3 separate regions of the Mus musculus genome follow, and regions 1 and 3 are each linked to region 2. A link is a contact called in public HiChIP or PLAC-seq data. All regions are on one chromosome and are shown on one strand. The core of a region is the stretch at or near the end of the contact, and the rest is flanking DNA. Distances in the headings are between cores, read along the strand shown. Region 1 holds the start of Slc1a2 (solute carrier family 1 (glial high affinity glutamate transporter), member 2). Region 2 holds the start of Cd44 (CD44 antigen). Region 3 overlaps Slc1a2 (solute carrier family 1 (glial high affinity glutamate transporter), member 2).

What was found. HiChIP or PLAC-seq counts read pairs in DNA pulled down with a chosen protein or histone mark.
Region 1: a contact with region 2 is called in an HNF4G HiChIP or PLAC-seq map of pancreatic cancer cells. The contact joins the promoter of Slc1a2 here to the promoter of Cd44 in region 2. A contact is called at or near these places in 5 of 39 promoter capture datasets (embryonic stem cells, hippocampal neurons, liver and 1 more), 1 of 484 Hi-C or Micro-C datasets (embryonic stem cells) and 3 of 115 datasets of contacts at active chromatin or transcription factors (bone marrow-derived macrophages, embryonic stem cells and pancreatic cancer cells).
Region 3: a FOXA1 HiChIP or PLAC-seq map of pancreatic cancer cells shows a contact between it and region 2. The contact joins the enhancer-like site here to the promoter of Cd44 in region 2. A contact is called at or near these places in 1 of 39 promoter capture datasets (pre-B cells), 2 of 484 Hi-C or Micro-C datasets (both in nephron progenitors), 2 of 115 datasets of contacts at active chromatin or transcription factors (bone marrow-derived macrophages and pancreatic cancer cells) and 3 of 9 other capture datasets (adipose tissue, liver and pancreatic islet).

What each region holds. Positions count from the first base shown.
Region 1 is chr2:102,657,397-102,660,159 of GRCm38.p6, forward strand. Slc1a2 (solute carrier family 1 (glial high affinity glutamate transporter), member 2) reads left to right here and starts at 1,293. Exons shown (of 11, transcript NM_001077514.4): 1 at 1,293-1,905. The coding sequence starts at 1,889. LOC115489466 (a long non-coding RNA gene) reads left to right here and starts at 1,912. Exons shown (of 2, transcript XR_003953884.1): 1 at 1,912-2,763.
Region 2 is chr2:102,899,984-102,903,022 of GRCm38.p6, forward strand. It overlaps Cd44 (CD44 antigen), which reads right to left and starts at 1,682. Exons shown (of 9, transcript NM_001039151.1): 1 at 1,285-1,682. The coding sequence starts at 1,363.
Region 3 is chr2:102,763,863-102,766,637 of GRCm38.p6, forward strand. All of the region lies in intron 8 of Slc1a2 (solute carrier family 1 (glial high affinity glutamate transporter), member 2), which reads left to right. Among named protein-coding and RNA genes, the nearest start is that of Gm13872, 18 kb to the left of the region's middle. Within about 2 kb of position 1,254, at least 45 of the 459 cell types and tissues checked have an H3K27ac peak or open chromatin away from gene starts, as enhancers often do. A contact at or near this core is called in liver and pancreatic cancer cells, where this site is marked.

The DNA of each region.
Region 1 (2,763 bases), core at 43-2,542, 240 kb before region 2:
AGCATACAGCACCACAGCTGGTTTAACAGAACAGGTTTTGAATGCAGTTCATTCAGTTACTTATTGAGAACGAAGGTGACCCCTCCAGTTTGCCACGCATGCAAAGAAGCGAAGATGTGGAGCATGGATGAGAAAGCCTCTGGGCTAGAATCCTGGAGGGGAAAAGAAGGAGAAAAGAAACTAGAATGCTGGAGTTCTGAGATGCTGCTCAGAGGAGCCTAGCAGGTCCCAAGTGACCTGCTCACACCTTTTGACATCTTTGTTTACACTTTTAAACCTCTCAGTAGAGTCTGTTTAATTCTTATCTGGGCCCTGCAGAGGTGATAGGTTTGAGTCCCAATGTCCAGCAGAGGAAAAGAAGGTTTTGCCTTTTAGGTGGCCACGGGGTCAGCAGGTGGAGGACCTGTAGGTGTCTGGTGTGTCCCAGTCCTCGAGATAATAAAAGCTGAGCAGAACTTGTCATTATTATGCAAAGCTGGGCAGGAGGCTTGGACTCTCCCTCGCAGAAGGCAGAAGCCCATCTGTCTTTGCACGCCTCCCCCCACGCTCAGAGGCCTGCTGAGAACTGAGCCCTGGGTGGGTGAAGGAGATGCGTCTCCAGCCCTTGGCCCTGGCGTGTGTGTGTGTGTGTGTGTGTGTGTGTGTGTGTGTGTGTGTGTGTGAGAGAGAGAGAGAGAGAGAGAGAGAGAGAGAGAGAGAGAGAGAGAGAGGGAGAGAGAGAGAGAGAAATTATGGCATCCCTCACACCCTGCTCGCCCTCGGGGAACCACATTAATATTAATCTAGACGAATGATTGAATGTCCGGGATTTATTCGGGCCCGGGTAAAGAAGGACCCGCAGCTGGGTCGCGTTTCCTTCCGGTCACCTGAGTGTTTCTGCAGCTCAGATTCAGTGGGACTTCTACTCTCAGAAGTGGTAGGATGTGGGTGGGTGTGCCGGCCTGTGTGATGTGAGCCCGAGCAGATGTCCAGGGAGTGATGGGGAGTGCCAAGGCTTCTCCAAGGATTGGGGACGGAGGGGCATCCCGGGTCTCAGCGCTTGGCCCAGCACAGGGTGACCCAGGGCCACTCAGACTCGAGAGGAAACAATAGCGACTCCTTAGACCCTGGGATCCTGCCACTGGCTTTCCAAAGCCTTCCCGGACTACCGGCGGTGCCTTTTTTTTTTTTTTTTTTTTTTTCTAATTTATGACTGGAGGCTGGTGGGGGAGGGACAACAGAAAAGGGACAACGTCTAAAGATGGGGGGCAGGGGCGACAGTTAAAGAAGTCGCCCCAGGCTGCGGCGCGGGTGATGTCAGCTCTGGACAAAAATAGAGAGGGATCGCCTGCAAATCCCCAGCTCCGGCTGGGCTAAACCTTGCAATCCCTCTTCGGCCGGCGCCGAGCCAGGGCGCAGCGGCCTCTACCGCCTCCCCCGGCGCGCACACACCAGCACACGCGCACGCACGCACACACTCCCCCGCACTCGCACTCCCGGTCTTCCCCATCCCGCTCGGTGCCGGCCACTCCTGGTACCGGTCTGCCCCGCGGCGAAGCACACAGACACGCACACACACAGGTGGCTGCTGGGAAGCGGGGAGTGTGTTCCTGCAGCCCTGCGGCCAGCGCGACCTCGCAGCAGCCGGTGCAGGATCCCCGCAGCGCCCCTCGGAGCGCTGGCCGCGAGCCGCTCACGGGACCGCGCGCGGTGGAAAGCCGGGACGTGGATTAGCGCCCGCAGCAGCCTCCCGCGCGCGCCGAGGCGCTAAAGGGCTTACCCAGGAGGGGGGTGCGAGGGCGGAGAGAGGCTGCCCGTTAAATACCGCTCTCCGCCGCACTCCGGGCTCACCCAGCTCGCCGCCACCGTCTCCAGACCGTGCCCGGGAGGAGGGGGCGTTCCCCACGCCATGGCATCAACAGAGGGGTGAGAGCTTTTCTGGGTGCCCATGGGGAAGAGGGAGCCGCGCGCGGGGTGGTGCTGCCCTATCCCAGATGGGGACAGAGAACTGTGACCCTGGACCCCTGAAACCCTAGCAGAGCGCTGGAGGTGGTGGGAAAGGGGTCTGGTTTCTTTGGTAGACTAGCTGTCTTTTGAGGACCGGGAGGATTTAACGGAAAGGGGTGAAAAAGTGTGAAAAGAAACCGTGGAGGTTACTTCAGAGATTTAAAGACAATAAAGAATTGTCCACGGAGCCTGCAGGAAACACTGCCTGGGCTGCAAGGAGGGGACCAGTTGGAATGAATGAGCCAGGATCAGAGCCGGGGCGGGGCGAAGAGAAGCGCACAGCCTTGAATGCTAGCTTTGGGCGCGCACGGGTGTGTGTGTGTGTGTGTGTGTGTGTGTGTGTGTGTGTGTGTGTGGGGTGATGATGGCAAGACCCCAGCCCAAGAGGTCTTTGCCTTTGGATATTAGAATTTCCCTGGCGAGCTGCAAGGAAGAGTGGAAGAGATTTGGGTGCTTCCCGAGAGGAGGGAAGGAAACCTGTAGCTTGGAGCAAGAGTTTCCAAACTATCTGGACTATCACTGGCATTTTTATTTTGCCTGTGGCCTTGGAGGCGCCCCTCGCCTCTTGAGGCTGCAGTTGGCATGATGATCATTTCTGTGGTAGGACAACTGTATTTAGCAAGGGGAGAGTATGGGGGATGCACAAGTCCCTTGAATACTCATTCCAAGGTATCCTGGTCCTGTCTCCCAAATGCACTTCTCAGGCTTCCCGGAGCCTAGAACAGAATAAAAATAATAACTAGGGACCCCAGCTTTTGGGCTACTTCACAAATGGCA
Region 2 (3,039 bases), core at 432-2,931:
CTAACCTCTCTGAGCCTCTGTTTCCCTACTGGTAAGGTGTTGGGGGGAGCATTTGTCACCAAATCACCATGAGGATAAAATGAGATAGCTTATGTGAATTACCTAACATAGCACAGCAAAGAACACACACACAAATGGCCAATAGTGTCCTACTGCAATTATTATTTGCATTACTTCTGCATCAGCATTCAAAATTTAACATTCAACAATGGAGGTGCGATTTTCTAATCCCAACGTACCATGTCTAAAAAGAAAAAAAAACCCAGTTTGGCACCCCTTACCCCCAGAACTGGATTTAGTAATTCTTGTTGAGAGGAACTCACTGAAGTCTGAGCTGACTTAATGACCTAGCTGGCACTTCTTCAAAGAAAATTTAACTATGCTGATGATAACCAAAGCCTTCGTGGAATTATCTGTTCATATATAGATAAAGGAGGGGGGACGCTTGAAAATGAGCCATACTGGATATTTGGCCCAAGCTCCTCCTCTCCACAGCCACCAAAGTCACCAACCACATTTAGATGGGATATTAGGGACTGCGCTAAAGTTCACAGGTTACCCTGATACAGGTCCCCTCCTGCTCTGAGGCTGCCAGGCAGCAAATATGAACCCTGTTGCTGTTTGACTTTGCCTAGACTGCAAGCACTGCGCGGCTGGTCGAATTATTGCTCCGGTTATGTGTCCTCCTTGGTCCATGTTGGAACCTTTAGGCCACTCAGAGCCTCACACAAACCAGTTCAAACTCCCACAAGCTAAAATAAAGCCGTTGGTGACCAAAGCTGACTTTAAGAGCCCCGAAAACTAGTCAAAGCTGGGACCCACTGTCTTCAGCTTTTCAAGGCTCCTTTCTGAAAAGCTCATTGCCCAATCTCTGGCCTGTAGCTATGTGCACACCTTGGGGAGTGCTCTACAGGTCTGTTCCAGTGTCTGCCTCTACCTGCCTAGCCACAGTTAGCCAGGCTTGGGGAGCCCTTGAGCACCAGAGCCTGTTAGTCGGGACAGAGGCTGCGGGCATCCAAGAGTACAGTTACTTTTGAGCCATGTGCTCCAGCAAGCATGGGGACCTCGCCCAAAATCTGCGGGCAACTTGCCCAGCAAACTTTCTTCTCCCTTTCTCTTTTCCTTTCACCAAAGCAGCACTTCCCAGGCGTAAACTCTTTCCAATAGCATAGCCCCAAATCCCAGCTTTGCTTTGCTAGCCCAATTCACTACAGTCCCTCCCCAGGGCGATTCAACCCAGAGGCATCCAGCTGGAGTCCTCAGGCGCGGTGGCGGGCCACTCACCGATCTGCTGATGTGGATGTGCCAGGCTCAACTGCAAGAGGCAAAGTCCCCAAGCTGTGTGCCACCAAAACTTGTCCATGGCGTGCTGGATGAAACGGAGGGATCTAGTCGCCTCTGGAAAAGGGTCGTGGGGAGAAGGGCAACGAGGGTGAATGGAACCTGTCACTGGCTGGGGGCTGCTGGGCAATGAGACCGCTTCGGAAGTTGGCTGTGGTTTTTATTCCAGGCTTTGAAAGAGTGAGTGACCTAAGAGGGAGGGAGCGCGCGAAGGACACACCCAAAGCGAGGGGGCTGTGACTAAGCAGCCAACGGAAGTTTAAAGACACACCAGCCTGCTTTCGCTACTGCCCCTGCACTCCTGCCCTGCTCTCTTGGACAGAAGAGAATGGCCGCCCCCCTCCCCCCCCCAGCCCCCGTGCGCCCACGTTCTCCAGGGCCACTCCACAGGCTTCCTACCCTGGCCCAGCCTACCAGCCTATGAGAAGCGCTGCCTGGGACAAGGAGAATGACTGAGTTCTAAGACCTCGCCCCTCTCAGTTAAATCTTCCAGTTTCTCCTTTGCCACTAAACTTGGGAACCTGGCTAGGGAAAGACTGGTTTTCCCAGGAAGCTGAGGAAGCTGGACTTATCTTAGGGAGGAACTGAAGAAAGAAAGAGGCTGAAGGGAGAGAGAGAGAGAGAGAGAGAGAGAGAGAGAGAGAGGGAGAGGGAGAGATCCATCCTAGTGGAGAGTGCTTTCCTGGCCAGGGTGGGGACTGAAAAGTGGGGAACTTGTGGGAGTGTTCTTTCCTCTTTCCCTCTGAGAGAAGTCCAAACCGCTCATCTGATCTTTGATCCGGGGAAAACCCAAGGGTGCTCAACACATTTCATTCATGCTCTCAAAATATCTACCAATTTCTTAAATCCTTCTCGGACTCACAATCCACCCATCCATTCCTCTGTCCACCCATCTTCCTTCTGCAAATGCACTAATCTAGCCATACTACACCTGCCCACCAATTCTTGTATTCGCCCACCTGCACAACTTTTCAATCCTTTTCACACCCCTCCTCAGCTCATATCTGTTCATCATATTTCCTATCCATCCCGACGCACATACATGGTTCCCGTCTCTCATTCTACCCATCCCCATATCCACTCACACATTTAACTGTTCTTTCTTGTTTACATTTTATATTCTCTTTGCTGCAAACTTTAATACATTCAAATTCCCCTTTACATCTTGATACATTTCAAAGAGGGATGCACATTTGCCATAGTCTTCAAGGGAGAAATCTCAAGGCTGAAAATCGGGGAAAATCGTATGTAAAATTGCAATTCCCTATCTTCTCTAATACCCTGCAAGTTGCAATTTGGATATCAAAAGCTCTGTTTATTTTTAATGTGAACTAAATCTGAGTGGACTTCTTGCTGAATGAGAAACACAGAAGGCATGGCCAGGGCAGGACCCGGAATGAATCATGCCAGAATTTCTGAAGGAAAATGATATTTTGGGATTTACTGAAAGAAACTGAGAAAGTGAGAGAAATGTACACAGCCACCTGTCCATCCATTTATTCATCAAGCACGTAATGAGTGCCAGAGGGTTTCAAGAGAAGCAATCCTGGTTTGGTCTAGGCACTAGCTCCCACACAAGCCAGTGGCTGCTGCAGTATAAAATATACTGCAAACTACAGCTAGGACTGGGAAGATGGCACAGTGATAAAGTGCTTGCTGCCAAGCATGGGACAAGTTAGATCCTTGGAACCCACATGG
Region 3 (2,775 bases), core at 4-2,503, 140 kb before region 2:
TACCATGGCAACAGCAATCACAGAATTGGGGTGGTTAGGAGCATCATACATGACACATATCACATATCAGTAGATGGGAGCTATTGGAATTGTTCCTACCCAGTGACGTTCAGTAAAATATAACCGTGGTCCTGTAATACGAAATGAGAAAGCAGCTGTGACACAGGGAGTGCCACAAGTTACTCAGGATGGAAAACTTGCTTCAGATTCCAGTATGAAGCATGAATCTTGTCCAAACACATATCACATGAGACTTCCAACTTCCCACTCATCAAAACTCTTGACTTAATGAAGCTGTTGGCAAAGTAATGATAGCTTTATGTCCTTTCATTCTTGGCCCTGACAGCAATCAGGCTTACCCTCCAGTGCACAATGGGATTAGAATCAGAGCAGTGACTGCAAGACCGGTATTTCACTGATATTACAGAATTCCATTTACTTGTAATTTATTTCATATTAACAATGCTACTGTTGTGAAATTTCATGAGCAAAGGATAAGGTTGACTACATATGTTTAAGTCTTTGCTTCTGAATAAACTTAGCCAAAATCTCCTTAATTTTTAGAAATATGAAAGTTTGGCTTACATAGGCACCTGCATGGCATATGCACAGTTCTCTGCCTGCAATGTATTTGGGGAAAAATAGCCAAGTCTAGCTTTATGCTGTGCTATTGTGTGAATCCTAATTCTCTCTTCTCCCTCATGTAGGAGTACAATGACCAAGAACTTTCTGTATATTTATTAAGTTATAGAGCTTCCAGGGTCATCAAGAGCCAGCATGTAGCAGAAGCAAACAGAGGGGTGTTCAAATCCCAGAAGACCACATTGAATTTGTGTGACCCTAAGTTACCTGATCCATGGAATCGCTGGTTGTCTCATGGTGAAAGAAGCTGTTTATGTGCCTTGCGTGGTTACTGTGAGGTTCTGCTTTGATGTTGTGTACACAGAGCTTGGCACAACCTCCAGCAACCAGCCTCGAGAGAAGCCAGCCAGGGGAGTGGACTCCCAGACAAAGCAGAATGGGTCAAGGGACCAGGAGAAGGCTGAGAATTTTCTAGATAATACTGTCCATAAGGGGGGGGGGGTTACTAATATTTGACTCCTAACAAGATTTTTCACAGTGCTTGTAAGAGTGACTCATGACCAGAGCAACCCAGATTGTAAACAAAACAGCCAAGGCTAAGGATGACTGGAACCTGGGAATCCCCACTTCCTTTCTGTCCTGTCAATACTGGGGACGGGCTGAAGAGTCTTTGCTGTCTGGGACTTTAGGGAAGTTTCACTCCCACAGCTGTCTCACCTTGTCCTCAAGTGCCCGATAAGAATGATAGATTACTTGGCTTGAGGGTTGTAATGTGCCCTACCTCTCTTAAGTGCCCATGTACTTATTGGTTCCTAAATGCCGCCGGCCACTACATGAAAGAGAAACCCTCATTTATCCTTTCAACCGGTGAGGAAGTCAGGATACAGTTGCCCAAATTTTGTATGTTGTTGACAAGTGGTAGAGCTAGGATTTGAATTTAGATTGTTTAAGTTCAAAAAGCTGCTACACACTGTATCTGCTGTCTCATATGGAGTTCTATGAAATATACCAGCTCCATACTGGTGTGACAGGCACAGACATGATCACTGGTGTGACAGGAAAGGGCACAGACATGTTCTGTATTGTATGTATGTAGACATGCAATAAACCCGAAAGGGGTAGCAAAATACACCAAACATCCCAGTCCCTTGGAGCTCCAGGGACCTCCAAATTGTTCTCAGTTACAAGTCTTGGGATTCTAGGCTGGGCCACACTGATGGCCTGACTTGGCCAAACCCTCCCATGAGCCTGGAGTGCTTGCTCTAGAAATATTTTAATGTTTTAACTACAAAGCAGGCAACCCTCATTGTTTCAGCACATACAAAGTCACATGAGAGACCTATTTTCAGAAGACTGTTCTATTCAGAAGCGACAGCTCTGGATATCAGGATATGGCTTACTTGTCAATCACAAGCTAGATTCCAAAACCCACATAAAAATACTAGGTATGGAAACAAGTGTGTTTAGTGCTAACATGGAGAGTGAAGAAACAGGCAGATGCCTAGCAGACAGCTGCCAGCTGGTGAGCTCTAACCCAATGAGAAATTCTGCCTCAAAGAGGGTGGATTGTATCTAAAGGTAGCATCAGAGATTGTCCTCTGACCTCTACAGCATATATACTCATATGTTCATGTGCACCCCAACATACATACTCACAAACAGTTAACAAATAAAAAGAAGAAATGATTGCTTCTGTAAAATAACCTACGAAGATGAGAAAAGTCACTGCCAGTTGGTGATCCTCAGAAACCCTTTGGTATGTAGACAGGACACCTGAACCCAAGATTAAACTTTAAACTCTGGGGAAAGAGTTCAAAATGGTCCCAGGTATGCTCCTAATATTGCTTGAAAAGTTGATGAAAAGAAAAGTTGAGAAATTTTTCTTTATTCCATTACCATTTTATGGCACCCTCTTTCTGAATAATGCATTTTCCAGCCTTGGGAGAAATGGCCAGGCAAGTGAAACCGAATGTATCTTGGAATATGTTGTTTGCCTCCCCTGGTGAGTTGGTTCTGGATATTTTCTATTCCAAGTTCCCATGCTAAGCATTGGCAATGACCTACTCAGACTCCGGCCACATAGTCTGAAGAACTGTGTGGTACCCACAGACTCATGGAGGCATAACCAGAATTGAATGCAGTTGTGTTCCCATAGGAGGGGTGAGGTTGATTTATTTCTTCATTTTTAATACT